Linked DNA regions of Ovis aries: all the other regions are linked to region 1. The links are chromatin contacts, called in public Hi-C maps. All regions are on one chromosome and are shown on one strand. Each heading gives the region's core, a stretch centred on a gene start, on an enhancer-like site or on the middle of the called end of the contact. The rest is flanking DNA. Distances are from core to core; before and after follow the strand shown. Region 1 holds the start of PDGFRA (platelet derived growth factor receptor alpha). Region 2 overlaps SCFD2 (sec1 family domain containing 2). Region 3 overlaps LNX1 (ligand of numb-protein X 1).

Region 1 (3,659 bases), core at 452-2,951:
TCGAAGGGGTGCTGTATGGAACTGCGACCGGCTCCTGGGGTGTCAGGTTCGTGAAGACGCCTGAGGCTGGGCTAGGGGCCTCATTCCTCCAGTCCTTCTGCGCAACCGCCTCCCGTGCATCTTCAGTTCGGATGACTGCACTGCTCACTATTACTTCCACATGTTCCTTCAGGAAATCATTGAAGGCAAATATATGAACAGCCCCTTGTTCGGAATGCTAACAGGATACCGTAATGTTTGTAGATAACGAACGGGGACTAAAGAACCCCCCAAAATCGGAGTGCGGAATAATAGGGGGAAAGCGGGTGCTGGATTTCATGCTAATAATAAAATCCAGCTGAGATGCAAATTTTTATACCACGGACTCGAGAGGGTAGGAGGCGAGGCAGGGCGCAGGGCCTACCCAGTAAGGCCTACTTTGCTGCTACGACATTGCCAGCCTGGTCAAGCCGGGATCTCCGGGACGCAGGCCTCTGCTCTCCCCGCCCACAAATGGTAACTTCACAGTTCCTTTCAGAGACGCTTAAAGGGACCCGAAAAGTGGACTGGGCCGGGGTGTCTTCGGGCCATAACTCCTCGCGAGTTTAAAACAGAGAGAACGGATGAGCAAGGAAGCACTCAGTCGTCCTTCTGGTAGTAATTACCTGCCTAATTTGAATGATGCCTTTGTTATGATCATTAACAAACATTTGCTAAAGGTTTCCATGTGTGACATTCCAGAAGGTTTAAAGGCCTGGGGAGCTGACTCCGGGGATGGAACACCGGTGGGGGGTGGCGCAAGGGAAGCAAATGGTTGGGAGATTTCCCCGAGCCTGGGCCGAGCAGATAGAGGGAGGTCAACATCTGCCTCCCCAGCAAAAGCAAAATAAACCCACTAGTCGGGAGCAACCTCGGGGCTGGAGGCCCACAAAAAGAGGCGGTTAGCTCCTTAAAATGAGTTCTGCCCACCCGCCCCTCCCACTGCTCATAGGCGGGTTTGAATCTTGCCGTCCGCCCTCCGCCGAGGTTCAGCGGATTGACTGCGCGCGTCTGTCAACAGGGGCGTCGCGGAGAGGTGGGGCGAGCCGAGTTTCCCTCTCCCAGTGTTGTTCTAAGATCCTTTCAGATTGCTCCCTCGATGCCCGGGGTCCTGGGTGGTCCAGGAGCCGCAGCGGGCAAGAAATGCCTCCTGGCCGAGGCGAACTGAGAGGTCTCTTCTCTGTCTGCTTCTGCCCGGGGCGTTGCGGGGGACCCACCACCCTGAGCTCCCGGAGGAGTGACCCTCGCCGGCTTGGGTACTTGAGCGAATGTCCCAGCCTCAACCCGGATTTTGATTTTCACCTCTTGTGTTTTTCCCTTGAGAGATCATCATGGAATTACGAATGAGGGTTTTTCCCTCAAACCCGCAGTCGAGGCGGCTGCGACCCTCTGGGAAGGAGGCCCAACTCGAGAGATGAGCCACGTTAGGGGAAGTTAGGGGAGCGTGGTGTTCTGGCGTGGCCTTGCGCATCTAGGCCCTCAGGCGACAATGAAATTGGAAGCAAGAGATGGAGCAGAGCCAGCCATCAAAAAGAGCCCCCCACCCGAAGTTTTTAAAACCAAATCCAAATGATCCCTGAAAACAAAACCAAAATCTCTCCCCGGCTCGCCTACCCAACTCCCGGGCGACCGCGACGGGCAGCAGCCCCGGGTCACACCTTTGAGTTTCGTGGGCGTTTCCCCGCTGAGTTGGCTTTCTGTTTCTCTTCTCCTTCTTCCCGGCGCTCCAGCTCCACCCCCCAGTTCTACTTTCCTCGGAGAATTCAGAAGGTACTTGGGCTTTGGAAGACCTCTGATTACAGCAGTTATCAAAGACGATAGTAGCGAAAATCACCTTTAAGCCAAGTCGCAGTTGGTCCTTTCAAATGAAGTTGGGGGTTTGTGGTGAGGGAGGGACGCACTTCTAGCTTTTTTTTTTTCCCCCCTAACTTTCTGAATTGAAAATAAAGGGCCATTTGGTGGCTGGGGGGCGGAGGGAGGCGCTAACTGTCCCATTTCCCACCCTCTTTCAATTCTTGTCTGAGCCTGCAAGAGACACCTCCCTGGGCCGGCAAGGGACCTTAGTGAGGAAGGCTCCGAGGAAGCTTGCGGATGGTGGGGTTCCCGCCCTTGCCTCGGGTCTGCCCCAGCTGAGGTTTGGAAGCTTGCTCTAGTCTCTGCAGCTCAGAATACAGAGGCCCAAGTCTTATTAAAAGAGGAGAAAGAGGGTCCAGACAGGCTCGTGTAACTTGGGGCGACAGTTCTCTCTGGGTCCCCCTAAACACCTCATCTTCTTGCTGGTGGCTGACTAAGGGTGCAGCGTCTCTTCTGGGTTCTTAGAGGCTTTCTCTTCAAAGCTTTGTCTCCAAAGAGAAGTCCAAAGCCATTCCCCGTGGCTGGAGACCAGCCGCGCCTCTGCTAGGGCTAGGGTTCCAAACACTTGAGCCTGCTTTGTGACCCGAGGACCATAGACTGTGAGCTCTGTTTCCCACTCTGACGAGCCCAGGGAAGGACTAAGCTCCCCAGAGCTGAGAAAGACATGGTGGGACTAGACCCCCCCTGGGTCTGGATTCTTGGATACCCTCTTCCTAGGGAGAGAGCACGGCTTTCTCAATATGGAGAGGGTTTTGCACCACCTACTCCCCTCTCCTTCTGTTAGACCTTTAGCTTTTAGTTACTTTTAATTTGAAAGCCGTGTGAGGGGAGAGGGAGGGATCGAGGAGATTGGGAGGTCTGCTCTTTATTAGGGGCCTCAGCATCCAGCTTTCCAACTCACAGCTGTGGCTTGGGAGGGGCAGGAGGGCTGGCTCTGTTTAGGTCAGCTTGACTGAAGAAAGGGCCTTGTCCTCAGGAAGTCCCAGGAGTAAGGCAAGGGCTAATGATGTTTAAAAAAAAAAAAAAAAGCAAAAGGCTTCCAGCAGAAACTGTGCGGTGCAAAGCCAGTGGAACCTGGGATCTGCAACTACATTAATTATAGTACAGAAGTTTGAGTGTGAGCCACATTATTTAATCAGGGTATTATTTTATTTAATCCCCCGAACAACCCTGTGGGTTGTGCATGATTACCCCCAATTAACAGATGAGCAAACAAAGTCAGAGGGGTTAAGCAGTTAGTGCACAGCAGTGCCAGTTTCTGCCTAACCATGTCCTGGGTTCCAGTTCCAGTGTGATCTAGTCAAGACAGGTCACATCTCTGAGCCTCAGTCTCCTCGTCTGTATGAATTGGCATGTCTGCACTTTGTCCCCAGATTGTTGAGACGGTTAAACAATATGAGGCAGGAGAAGCCCAGGAAGGCACTGGATAAAGTTTCTCTTTCTCAGGCACAGTCACTGACATACTCCTCTCCAGGTCCCTGCTTCCCCTGGATTGGCCTCAAGAATTGGGTGAATGCCAGTCTAGTTTTCTAGTTCATGGTCTCAATTAAAGGTGGGACAGGGGCATCTTGATTCCTAGCTATTACCCATCAATGTCTCAGGCCCTCTCAAAAACTGGGTCCTAGGCCAGAAGGCAGCAGGGAGCCAGGAAGGACCAGAACAAGCAGCCAGAATGAGAAGACAGGCCTGACACCTCCAAGAGAGGATCTGTAAGAAAGTCAGGAAGAAGGGATGCTGAGGCCTCAGTTTCGGGGAACCTGTGGTGAGAATCCGTGGGGGAGCTTCTG
Region 2 (3,659 bases), core at 340-2,839, 870 kb after region 1:
CTTGAGCAGTGCCTACGACAGGACTGACACTTGGTCAGTGCTCAGTGAGTATTTGTTGAATGAACGAGAGTTAATCAGTGGACACCTGGAGGAAAAGGTTTCTAGGCAAAGGGAATAGCAAATACAACGGCCCTGAGAACATACTTTGACCCATTCAAGGGGCTGAAATCAGAGCAGTGGGTCTGGGGCCTAATGGGTGAAAGTGAGACATGAAGATATAAAGTATAGGAATGCACTGAAGTATATAAGCTTGTTGGCCAAAATAAGGAAATTAAATTTCAGTGTGATAGTAGTAAGAAGCTTAGAAGGGTTTTGAACAGAATGATATGATCTGGTAGCTTTAGGAAATCACTCTAGTCCAAGCTATCAGTTCTTGTCCATACTGCGCAGTAACCTCTTTCCCAGTCCTTAGATCCATTCTGAACAATGGGGCCAGAGTGGTCTTTTAATAACGCAGATCTGATTAGGTTAGTCTGTTGCTGAAGACCCTTCAGTTGCCCTTGAAAAAATGTCTACAATCTCTAATGTGGATTCCCAAGCCTTGGATAATTTGACATAAGCTGAAGGCAGTATCAGACTAGATCTTCCTGCTCCATTCAGACTAGTTTTCATTTCCTTGAGAAGGTCTCAAGGTCTCTCCTCAGAACCCCTTCCTGTGATGCTGCTCTTACTTAGACAGATCTTACTTGTGTTTTAACTGGCGAGCTCCTGCTGATTTTTCCGGTCTCACTGTCACATCCTTAGCCACCCCCTGTCCTCTGCGCTCACACCCAGACCAGTGTTCTACTCCCCCTGAGCTCCTGTATCCTCTTCCGTCGCCTAGTCCCTAGGCGTATGCTTAGTTCCAGCCGCCCTGCCAGCTTGCTAGCTCCCTGAGGCCTGGGCACTAGAAGCTGCTCGCCAGCTGTGATGAGCGCTTGGTCACAGGATGTGCCCATATTCTGTCTACTTCAGGATCCTTCTGTGTTTATCCTTCTGTTTTCTGTTCTGTTGAGATGAAGGTTAACGGATTATTTTGTTTAAGATGAGGTAATTGTTTTAAAAAGTAGTCCAGAGGGAAGATGACTATTGAAAGCTCTGTGAATAATTCAGTTAACAAACCTACCTTCATAGCTCATTAAGCTTACCGCTGATGGAAGCCATTATTCCCTGCTGTGAAAAACTATGACTCAGATGGCCCTCTGTTTAAAATTAGCTGAAAATGCTTATTGGGTTGTTTTTGTTGTTGTATCATTGTGTTTCTGTTGCAATACTGTAACTGTTACTGCAAACTGTGTGAGTCAACTTAGCTTCTCGTGCATGCTGTGGAGAAACCATTTCTCTGAGTTTAGTCATAAGATAATAGTGTGCATTCATGTTTTACCCTCGGTCTCTTAATTGCAAGCCTTTCATCTGATTAAGTAGAACCATGATTCAGTTTTTAGCCACCTTTAAAAAATTAATGCTGTCTTTTTTATATTTTATTTGATGAAGAATATTTCCTGTTCCTGACATTTTATACATGCCAAACCAATATGCTTCTAAGATTTCATTCATAGTTGAGTAATTCTGGTGAATAAAATGTCAAGAATTATCTGGAAGGACCATATCTTCCTGTATAGAAGTCTCCTGAGACTTAAAATTAATTCTAGAAGGTTATTATTATGTATATTGCTGGTCTGTAGTCTTTAAACACAACAGTTTGATTTTTAAGGATACAAGATAATCAGTTTATCAAAAAAAGAACATGAATTTAGTATGCATTTCTCATCTTATGTAGTTACAATGACAATATAGAAACAAATTCTGTATAATTCATAGTAATAAAATGGATCTTTTCATAGGACAAATATTCTACTTTTATATTACATATTTCAAAGGATCTATTGAAGCAAATAAAATTGTATTCTAGTAACTATAGGGAAATAAAGTTTGTCTCATAGGAAAATGACTTTAAAAACAGAGGAAAAGGTAGAAAATAATTTAATATATTTTGTAAGCTGTCAGGAATATTCTTTTGTTAGCTCTTTTTGTCACTGGGCTTGTGAAGAAGAAAAAAGGTTTTAATAAAAGTAACAGCAGGGGATATTCACCCATCTTTCACTGTGTTGCACAATTAATCAAATTCATACATGTGAACTTGGAGTACCAAGGCATAAGGAAAACCATGTGAGTATGGCTTGTTAGAGATCCTGGGAATCTCAGTAGTATTCTAGTTTGAGCATTTTGTTTTACAGAATTGTGTAGAACTGTGGTAAAATAGTTAGATTTTGGAGTTCACAGGGTCCTAGGTTCAAATTCTTATTTATTGGCTGTGTGATTTGGGTAAATTATTTTATTTAAGACTCAGCTTTCTCACTTGTAATGTGGCATTGATTCTTACCCTTGAGAGTTGTTGATCAATAAGCTAATATAGTCATGTTAGTGAGTTTCCAATAAATGAAAATGATAGATTAATAATATTTATAAAATATAAAGCCCCCCAAAAGTAAAGCAAATTATTCAAGGTCACAGAAACATCCCATTGATGCTTTGAGTGTCAGTTCCTCTATCGAAATATTCCTTCCTTTAATGTTAACAATGGAACGTTAGGTAGGTGGCTTCATTTTGTCTCCATTTTTATCAGTGATAAAATAGCTGGAGGCCATTTCTTCTTTCTTTCCCAAAGATATAATGAACATCAAATAAGAGCTAATAATATCTCAGGGCAATTTAGACTTTGATTTTTTTTGTCAGTTCAGTTACATAAATGTATATATGTTGACTTAAATGTTGACTTAAAATTCAGCAAGTCTTCTTAGAAACATTTAAAGAAGAGAGTTGTCTAAAGGTGGGACATGATGGTCATTGTGTCCCAAGGACGTCAGTGACCAATGGTGACCTACAAGGGGAGTAGTATGACATTGTTTAAAATAAAAAGTGTGCAGAATCCTGAGATCAAGCTTTACCTGCTTCATGAGTGAATGTGGATCTGCTTCATTCTTCTCTAAGGCAGAATAGAGGCTATATTAAGAACTGGAAAAGAGAGCTGACATGAAAAGTTTAAAATAATTCATATTATGAATAATGAATTCTCCCTGCTGATTTGTGTAGTGCAACATGGCACGGCATAGTAGAAAGATTACTGGATCAGAGCCAGTAACTTGGGTATGAGTCCTGGTTTTGCCAGATGCAGACTGAGTCATTACAGAAGTCAGTCGGCTTCTCTGAGGCTCTTTAAACTGGGGCAGTGATAGTGGCTTAGCTCATGAGATGAGGATTGTGTGAGACATAACTTGTTTTGTAAATTCTGAAATGTTTCTAAAAGGGAATGTAGTGATGGTGTTTTTTACTCATATTTTATTTACCTTTAAAAACTCTTCCTTAAGTTACCCATGAAAAAAGTTGTTTTTGGCTGGGCTCAATTATTAAAAAGATGTCATGATCCAAAAGGATACATGCACCCCAGTGTTCATTGCAGCACTATTTACAATAGCCAGGACATGGAAGCAACCTAATCCGTCAGCAGAGGAATGGATAAGGAAGATGTGCTATATATATACAGTGGAATATTACTAAAATCATTGCAGATGGAGATTGCAGCCATGAAATTAAAAGATGCTTACTCCTTGGAAGGAAAGTTATGACCAACTCAGACAGCATATTAAAAAGCAGAGACATTACTTTGCCAACAAAGGTCC
Region 3 (3,659 bases), core at 544-3,043, 720 kb after region 1:
CCTGTGAAAAACTTCCCAGGGTAAGGGTCCTCACTGAAAATGTAAGGTTTGGAAACCCCAGCCTAGATCTCTGAATCTCCTTCTCGCTCTGAATTCAGCAATGCAAGCGGATCAGGGACGAACCCCTTGACACCACCAGCTGGGCCCGGGCGCTTTTCCTGATTGTGAATTAGGCCATTTGACTTCCCTTCACTGACAGCAGGGGTGGGGAGAGAGCCTGCTTTTCAGTGAGACTGAAAGACAGGGCCTCCCAGGAGGAAACCTTCAGAATAATCACAAAGAGCAGAACAGGTTTGTTCTGTTTTTTCCCCTTGATAAGTAAGTGAGCAAACTGTGGTCCATTCCATAATGACTGTTCATTCATTCCTCTTCACTCAATAAACATGGGACAAAGTCTTCTGTGTACAGAGATCTGTGCACAGACCTAAGAAACAAGGATCTTAGAGTCCAGTGATAGGTATAAGAAATGGCCATATGTAATACTAATAGTAATAGAAGGCTCAGTGCCCTGAGAAATACAGCTTTGTGGGAATTAGGAAGTTGAGAGAGAGTAGGGGAGGAGGGAGGAGGGCAGAGTTTAATTGGAAAGGATCATTTCATGCAGGCCTTGAAGGAAAAATTGGGTTTAGGCCTAGGATGGAAAACATTCCAGGCAGAAAAACTTATGCTGGCTCAGAGGCAGGAAGATGGAAAACATGTACAAAGAATGATGAATAGTTTAGTTTGGCTGGAACCAAAAGCCTGGCAAGAAGAGAAGTGGTTGGAAATGGCCGTTGGTGGGTGTCTTAAAAAAACACTGTCTTTGTCCATTTTAGTCTTTCCAAGGTTGTATCACCTGATTCCAGATGGTGAAATTACCAGCATCAAGATCAATCGAACGGATCCCAATGAAAACCTCTCCATTAGGCTTGTGGGAGGCAGTGAAACCCCTCTGGTCCATATCATTGTCCAGCACATTTATCGTGATGGGGTGATAGCCAGAGATGGCCGGCTCCTGCCAGGAGACATCATCCTAAAGGTAGAGACTGTGGCTGTGGGGCCATGAAAATGGGCTTAATAAGAGTCACTTCTGAGCACATCATTGGATGCATGGGTTAGGGTTATGATGGGTGAGTGGTTGGACAACACTAAAACACTAACATAAATGTGGAACCTTCACTTTCCATAGTTATTAGGTTGATATGACTCTTCATACAAGATTAGTAATTTTCAGTGGGTCCCTAACCCTTCTGTCTTGTTCTTCTGACCTCTTTCTCTCTCTGTATAAATACTATCTCTATATCATTTTGTCTCTGTCCTCCTCCTTCCTCTTCTCATGTCTTCCCCTCCCCTAACTTTCTCTACCTCTTCAGTCTTCTCTCTTCCTTCTTCTCCCTCCTCATTCTTCCTCTCCTACCTCTTTCTCCTACTTTAAGTAACAGTACCATAAAACAGTATAAAACTGTAGCATATTAAGTTGTTTTTAAAACAGATTACTGGAACATTTTGTATTTTATCTAATCACTCAGATTCACACACTCCCCTAAAGTAAATTTCCTATAGCTTAATGACCCTTCAGCAAAGAAAAAAAAAAAAAATCCCTAAGCTATTCAGCCAACCCACAGACATTCCAGGGGAGACAGGTGGTGGAACAGAACGCCTTGGGCATTACTGTCCTCTGTGGCTTGGCTGAGGGTAAGGATGCTCGGAAGAATTTTCAGTTGAAGAGAAAGGACAAAGGAAGAGTTGTTCATCAGACAGAAGTCTAGCATGTGCCAAAAGTGATAAGGAAAAATCCCTCCCTTGGTCATATATTTCCTGTCTGACCCTCAGATGACAGTTTCATCCTATCCCTTCTGGGTTGCTGACAGGCCAGCTCCTAACACATTATGTGCTATTTCTCTGGCAAAGAAATTCTTATTTTTTGGAATAAGAGGAGAAAGAATTTGAAGCAGTTATTGTAGAAACACTGATATTCCCACTGGCCTCTGAGATGGAGTACGAGGCAGGGCCCATCAACCTCAGGGGACGATTGGCCATGCAATTAGCAACACTCTACATGGCTTCCCTCCAGTTCTATGGAAGCTATGCTGCCTGGGAGGGTTGCATAAGGAAAACATTTTGATTCTTGTGGCCTTCAGCTGGCACTTGCAAGCAAAAAAGCTGCCAGGACTGTTTAGCAGGCGACCCTGACTTTCTCTTGGCCCGGGTGTGATGGGGAAAGCTGGACATGGGATAAGGTGACAGAGCAGAGAAAGGCCTTTGAGCTCACCTGCGCTTGAACAAAGGTTCTGAGCCTTGTCCACACACGAAGGAGCCTCCATGCATCCCTGGAGATGCAGCAGAGGACGGGCAATTGCACGCGGCAGGCAGGCCCGGGAAAATCTCACTCAGCGACTCTTCTAACAGTTGGCTGCCGAGTGCGAGAAATCTTCCCAAACCATAGAAATTCAAGAAGGTTGTTTCTCTTCTGTGGGGCCTCCTTCGTTAAGAACAGTGCAGTGCTGCTGTGAAAGTATTTTCTTCCCAAGCAGTGACCACCACTGGGGGCCGAAGCCTTGAAGCTGGGTCTGCCTAGAGTAATTAAAACCAGAAAGCCCCACACAGCATCAGTCCCACAGATTATTAGTGAGGCACAAATGAGTGGGCCGAGCTGGAGGACATTTAAGCAGTTTAATAAGGGGACCCAGCCTTTCAGTAAAAGAGCCTAAAACTTTCATTTACGTCGGTTCATTTGAAATAGTACAGAGATTTTTTTTTTCTCTTTTATTGAGAACATGGGCAAAAGACCTTGTAGGAGACTGCCTGGGGACTTCACAGATGTACACACTGTCACACATTCACACACTTGCCAAAACACAAATACATGTATGTACACATACATTCTCTGTGTCACACACACACACACATACACACACACCAGTGAAGCCTAGAAATTCCAGTACAGGTGACCTAGGGAGAAAAATTCATTTGGAGATGTTTGGAAAGGAAATGTTAGCTCAGTTTTATTTAAATAGCACTTTAACATAATCATTAATCAAAAATTTTCGTTTCTTCTTTGGCCTTCTCCCACTTTTTCTTCCTTTTCCTTCCTCCCTCAGCCAAAAAATAAGTTTAGCAAGCAACAGCAATGAGGGTTAGGACCATATAATTAAACTTGAGGGCCTATGTAAGGACAAGGCTGAGAAAAGATTCTGTCTGCTGAGACAGAGAGTTGAAAAGGTGTGCAGGTAACAGTGGAGGAAAGCTGGGTTACAAGTCCTGTTGGAAGATGGGGTATTTGGGCATTTGGACAGAGAAGAAGGGGACCGAGCAGAGTGGTCCTTTAGGAAGGGCCCTGGTGGGTGTGCAGGCAGGGCCTTTTAGGCAGGATTGTGGCAGGTGGATCTGATGGCTCGGTGGCTCCAGATTCGAGGTCCCCTTCCTCCAGGTCAACGGGATGGACATCAGCAACGTCCGGCACAACTACGCCCTGCGCCTCCTGCGGCAGCCATGCCAGGTGCTGCGGTTGACCGTGCTCCGGGAGCGGAAGTTCCAGAGCAGGACCGACGGACAGCCCCTGGATACCTACGGGCCCCGGGATGACAGTTTCCACGTGATCCTCAACAAAAGCAGCCCAGAGGAACAGCTTGGAATAAAACTGGTGCGCAAGGTGGATGAACCAGGGGTATTTATTTTCA

The links. Hi-C and Micro-C count contacts between places; a contact is called where the count stands out from the background.
Region 2: a Hi-C map of skin fibroblasts shows a contact between it and region 1, with 4 times the contacts expected there. The contact joins the enhancer-like site here to the promoter of PDGFRA in region 1. A contact is called at or near these places in 3 of 16 Hi-C or Micro-C datasets (hypothalamus, skin fibroblasts and tail adipose tissue).
Region 3: a Hi-C map of retroperitoneal adipose tissue shows a contact between it and region 1, with 2.3 times the contacts expected there. The contact joins the enhancer-like site here to the promoter of PDGFRA in region 1. A contact is called at or near these places in 2 of 16 Hi-C or Micro-C datasets (retroperitoneal adipose tissue and skin fibroblasts).

Annotation. Positions count from the first base shown.
Region 1 is chr6:70,434,154-70,437,812 of ARS-UI_Ramb_v3.0, reverse strand. It overlaps PDGFRA (platelet derived growth factor receptor alpha), which reads right to left and starts at 1,701. Exons shown (of 24, transcript XM_060417114.1): 1 at 1,633-1,701; 2 at 1-166.
Region 2 is chr6:69,567,336-69,570,994 of ARS-UI_Ramb_v3.0, reverse strand. The region is part of intron 2 of SCFD2 (sec1 family domain containing 2); the gene reads left to right. Among named protein-coding and RNA genes, the nearest start is that of SCFD2, 39 kb to the left of the region's middle. Within about 2 kb of position 1,589, at least 3 of the 54 cell types and tissues checked have an H3K27ac peak or open chromatin away from gene starts, as enhancers often do.
Region 3 is chr6:69,712,630-69,716,288 of ARS-UI_Ramb_v3.0, reverse strand. It overlaps LNX1 (ligand of numb-protein X 1), which reads left to right. Exons shown (of 11, transcript XM_060417115.1): 5 at 816-1,018; 6 at 3,410-3,659. Among named protein-coding and RNA genes, the nearest start is that of FIP1L1, 98 kb to the right of the region's middle. Within about 2 kb of position 1,793, at least 9 of the 54 cell types and tissues checked have an H3K27ac peak or open chromatin away from gene starts, as enhancers often do.